Linked DNA regions of Mus musculus: region 2 is linked to region 1. A link is a contact called in public promoter capture Hi-C data. All regions are on one chromosome and are shown on one strand. The core of a region is the stretch at or near the end of the contact, and the rest is flanking DNA. Distances in the headings are between cores, read along the strand shown.

Evidence for each region. Promoter capture Hi-C pulls out the DNA fragments that hold promoters and counts their contacts.
Region 2: a contact with region 1 is called in a promoter capture Hi-C map of pre-B cells, with 15 times the contacts expected there. The contact joins the promoter of Lsm11 here to the enhancer-like site in region 1. A contact is called at or near these places in 6 of 39 promoter capture datasets (the C10 cell line, hippocampal neurons, liver and 2 more), 1 of 15 datasets of contacts at CTCF or cohesin (large pre-B cells), 1 of 484 Hi-C or Micro-C datasets (regulatory T cells) and 3 of 115 datasets of contacts at active chromatin or transcription factors (astrocytes, embryonic stem cells and large pre-B cells).

What each region holds. Positions count from the first base shown.
Region 1 is chr11:43,765,743-43,768,297 of GRCm38.p6, reverse strand. No RefSeq gene overlaps it. Among named protein-coding and RNA genes, the nearest start is that of Ttc1, 19 kb to the right of the region's middle. Within about 2 kb of position 1,282, at least 88 of the 459 cell types and tissues checked have an H3K27ac peak or open chromatin away from gene starts, as enhancers often do. A contact at or near this core is called in regulatory T cells, where this site is marked.
Region 2 is chr11:45,943,657-45,946,211 of GRCm38.p6, reverse strand. It overlaps Lsm11 (U7 snRNP-specific Sm-like protein LSM11), which reads left to right and starts at 1,277. Exons shown (of 4, transcript NM_028185.2): 1 at 1,277-1,750. The coding sequence starts at 1,300. Thg1l (tRNA-histidine guanylyltransferase 1-like (S. cerevisiae)) reads left to right here. Exons shown (of 6, transcript NM_001080969.3): 6 at 1-907.

The DNA of each region.
Region 1 (2,555 bases), core at 33-2,532:
GGCATTACACTTTAGCACAAGTGGACCTGGAACTCACCCAAGTTAGCCTTGAACGCCAAGGTGATCCTCCTGCCTCTGCCTCTCCCTGGTGCTGAAATCACAGGCAGGCTGCTGAGAAGCAATGCGCTAGAGTAGTGTTTCTCAACCTTTCTCAGGCTGGAATCCCTTAATACAGTTTTTTGCTTTATGATGAGCCCAAGCATAAAATTACTTTCGTTGCTACTTCATAACTGTAATCTTGCTGCTGGTATGAATCGTGATGTAAATATCTGATACGCAGGATAGGATATCTGGATATGTAACCGCTGTGAAAACGTTAGTCAAACTCTCGAGACGGGTCGCGACCCACGGGTTGAGAACCCTTGCTGCAAAGCATCATTGCTTTAGGAGCTGGGCTAATTTATGACCCCATGAAAACAACTGGCTTTTAGAAACCCTGATCCCCCTACAAAACACTGTTTTGCCTGCACACCAGACACCTTCATCCTTATTCGGAGGGATATACATGTCAACCAATTGAGTAACCTTACAATGCCTACTGCCTTCTGGGACTCACTTTCCCCAGTACTAAGTTCGAGGGGTCTCTTCTTCTCTGCCCAGGCTGAGCGTCTCTCTGCTTTTCAGGCTCTAACTTCTACCCTCCTGCTTGGATGAGCCAAGGATAGCAGCTGAGAAAACAAGCCCTACGCGTCTTCAGTCAAGCTTCTCTTAGTTTACCTGTACCACACTGCCCACAATAAGGAAGAAGTCTAGTGTGCAGGGGAAAGACCGCTCTATAAGAAGGTTAAAAAAAAAAAAAAAAAACAGAGTTGTTTGGATGCTTTTCGTTTGGTTTTATTTTATTTGAATTTGCCAGTACAGAGAATTGAACCTAGCCCTCACTCACGTAAGCTAGACAAGAGTTTACCACTGAACTACATCTCCAGCTTTCGTTCCTTTTAAATGACGCAGGAAGGTTTCGGTTTCCTCCTTTGCATGTGGAAGTATTTGCAGTCAGGTTTCTGTGGTTTGTGCTTACTGCCAAGAGCTCTGCTCGCACACCGCATCCAAGCACCCTGAGGGACGCGCATCTCTCCACCGCTACGCCGCATCTACAGCTCAACGCTAGGAAGGAATACAGAGGGGGGCCCCCCGGGGCTGCTCCTAGCCACCTGCAATCTGGCGTCCTTCCTCCACGCACACTTGGAAGCTGTTTCTCGGACGAGGTGGTGAGAGGCACTGCGCCACGCCCCCTCGCGCGCCACCGCGTTCTTAGAGTGCAACCTGCCCGGCGTTCAGGCAGGCGGGCGCGCCATCTGCTGTCCAATACGAGTAAGCAACGCGAATGAAACGTTGCTCTGCAATTCAGCTTGGATCTTCTCTGCAGCTCTTCCCTTGACTCTCAGTTGGGGAAATGTTCTGGAATCCTAGGTTAAGGGTACTTAACTTGGGATCTGTGTGTTAGCTTCAACAAGTCTAGGAACCCTCCAAATACTACTCAGAGTGGGATATTTTTCTGGAAAAGAGGTAGTTTTCCTGAGTCTGACTAATAATGCTATGAATTGTAGATACACACACACACATACACACACACACACACAAAGTCTCTTGAGCAATATTGCCAGGGTATCTGGCAGATGCATATTCAACTTTCCAGATTTTGCCTGGCTGTTTCTAATATTGCCTGGCCACTTTGCTTTCCTGCCAACGAGGCATAAGACAGCCAGTTACTCTGCTTCCTCACCAGCTCCGAGAGCATTAGTCGGCTTTAATTGTAGTCATTCTAACAGGTTGGTGGTACTCTTCCTGTGGCTTGAATTTGCATTTCCCTAATGACTAGTACCGTCAAATGTCTTATCTGCTTATTTGCCCTCCATACATTTTTTGATGGTGTGTTCAAGTCTGCTCATTTTTAATAGATATTTTCATCTTAGCAAGATATATTATTTCAAGCTGAGATGTTAGGTTTCCTTATTTCTGGAACTGGAGAAATATTTCAGCTGTTGGGAGCACTTGCTGCTCTTTCAGACAACCTAGATTCAATTCCAAGCATTCATGTCTGACAACCTCTCTTGGCCTCTACAAGTACCCAAACTCAAGTGCACACATCCAATCATTTTTTAAAGATTTCTTTTTATTTCCATAACATGCAACTCCTTTTATGTATATGTTCTTTTCTCTTAGTTGATACCGTGTATTTGAATTCCTTAATTATGTCCTTTAAAATGCAGGAATATTTAATTCTGACAAAGTGTAATTTATTAATACCTTTATTTTTGGCTGATACTTTTTATTTGCACATAAGTGCTTTTAATTTAAAAAGAAAACAGAACTTTTCCTTTTAGCATCCATCAATGGAGCATCAGCTGCCAAGATGTTTGATCCTTTTGGGACTTCTAATTGAAGCAAAAACTACGTAAGGCATTTCAATACATTTTCTCACATTCAGAGGAAGATCGTGTCTTTCCCCCTCTTTCCAAAGTGCTGAGATAGAAGCATCAGGTTCAGTCTGTGTGCCTTCCAAAGGATGGTGAAGTTCAGGTTGTACGTGGACATTAAAAAGGTCAGAAGCTTGG
Region 2 (2,555 bases), core at 28-2,527, 2.2 Mb before region 1:
AGTTTCATCTCTGTCTTAAAGATAGTCAAGTGTTCTTTTGGGCCACATTTTCAAACTTACAGAAAGTAAAGAAGACCCCAAAGCAGCTAGCGCGGGCTGAATGCCGGTTGATACTTTGAGAAGGTGGTGGCACTTCGGAGAATGACTTGTGTGGCTGGAGATGGCAAGAAGCAAGACAGCTATGCTGGATGGGGAGGGACTTACCTCCAGGAGTCTCACTTTTAAAACCATTCCTTTGGGGTTGAAGAGATGGCTATTCTTCCGAAGGAAGACCCAGAACCCACATGGTAGCTCACAACGAGCACAACTCAGGGGATCCAGCATTCTCTGGCCTCTGTGTGTATGTCTGATTGCTCATAGTGCACAGGCATACATGCCGACAAGCATACACATGAAATATATCTTAAAGAGTTTTTGCTGAACTAGAGCTAAAAAATAGTGTTGATTCTTTGGATTTTGCAGTAGTCAGGAGAACATCAAGGAGTCAGTTTTCTTTTCTTTGATACCAAGTGTTCTCTAAACTTAGTGGGCAGGGAAAGGAAGTGAGGATGTAGTCACCCGTCTTTTATAGCACTCAACCATCTAGCATGCACCCACTGTATACTCTGTACCCTTCCTGTCATATTTCAGACGACAATAAGAACTCAAAAGAGGCTCAGTAATTTGAGCTTAGACAGGCTAGCCTGATCCACATCAGGAATATACTTAACAGGAATGAAAAATGGGATATGTCTTGTCTTCCTGTCCTTTGCCTCCAGCTCAAGCCGAACAACAGAGAACATCCTGGGACTTTAAAATGCTGCTCTTGGGGTCTACCCCCCGAGTCTGGAGCATCAACCATTCTAAGCTGTCTGTGAATATCAGTGAGTTTTACTAAATAAATGGTTAATTGTTACTGCCTCCAAAATGTTGGCTTTGTTTTCGAATAATGTGTCCCTACTTGTATATTTTGTTGACGTTAGATCTCAAATTCAGAAGAGATAGTTAATATCAATGGGGGAGGGAAACGAGAACTAATAAACAGTATCTTCTTTAGTAACAAAAAGGTCAAGAGGACAGCCTCAACCTGTCTGCTGTCTGTGGAGGCGGAGCGAGGCCTGAGCAGGTCACGCCTCTCAGCACGCCCCTGCCTTGCGCCACGCCCCCTGCTGCTCTCCAGAGCGAATCTATGCTGCCCCCTGGTGGCCGCGGCTGCGCAGTGCGTCCCCTTGAGCCGCGGCTGCGGCTGCGCAGTGCCGCCCTCTGGCGGCTCGGCTCCTTCCTCCCGCCCATCGGCTTCTGCTTGCGGGCCTTTCAAACATGGAGGAGCGCGAGTGGGGGGCGAGGTCGGCTCGCGCCGGCAGCCCAGCCAGCCCGCCCAGCCCGCGGCTGGACGTCAGCTCCTACAGCTTCGACCCGCTGCTGGCCTTGTACGCACCTCGCCTGCCGCCCATTCCCTACCCCAACGCGCCCTGCTTCAACAACGTGGCGGAGTACGAGAGCTTCCTGAAGGGCGGGCGCACCGGGCGCGGTCGGGCTCGGGGCACGGGGGAGCCGGCCTCGGCGGGAACCTCCACCGGAACCTCCACGGGAGCCGGGAGCTCGTCCAGGGCCCGTCGCCGCGCCGCGCCCACCCCGGATCCCGAGCGCATCCAGCGCCTGCGCCGGCTCATGGTGGTCAAGGAGGACACGGACGGCACGGCCGGAGCGCGACGCCAGGGCCCGGGGCGCAGCAAGAAGGCACCCCGCAATGTGCTTACGCGGATGCCTTGTGAGTGCTGTGGGGCGGCCGGAGGTCTAGGCAGGGCTTGCAAAGGGCGTCTGCGGGAGTCTCGAGGGCCGTGGGGGCGCGGGCACGGTCACCTGTGAGTCACAGAGACTGTGCACGAGTTGAGGAACAGGGAGAGTGACGACCCACGGCGGTGGGGATGAGGTGGGGGTGGGGGAGATCTGCACAGGCTATCATGTCCGGAGGAATGTCCCCCAGGTAGTGAGGAGCTGCAGAGGGGCTGCGGTAGTGATGAGGCTTACGGAGCGATTGTAGGGCTTGTAGACAGTTTGGGGGGATGGGGCGAACATCAGAGGTCTGCAGAAATGATGAGAGGTCTTGGGGACCACTGCAGGGAGTTGAGGAGGTGTACAGAAGTTGTGTTGGAGCACAGCCAGTCTGAAGGTGTGTGGGATTTGAGGGTCAGGTGGAGAGTGAGGAGATGGATATGTTCACATAATAGCACAAGAGACGTCTCCTATCCCAGCATGGGAACTGACAGCCCCGCCTGGGGTGCCGTTTCCGCCTGGGCTGCAGGGACTTGATCGGCTTGTGTTCACATTAAATCACTAGTGTTGGAGTGCCGCAGACACAGAATGCTACCAAAACACAGGTGCGGTTTTACAGCTACTGGCTGGCTGGGGCAGGACTATCTGTCAGGCTCAGGTTACCCTGTGTGCAGGTTGTTTTAAAATTCTAAAGGTAGAAATGGCACAAGAGAATTTCTTGCAGCTTCCTAATAGATCCGCAGGATGAATGAAGCCTTAAACAGCAAAGGTTCTAATGTGCTATTTAGATCTTGTTTAAA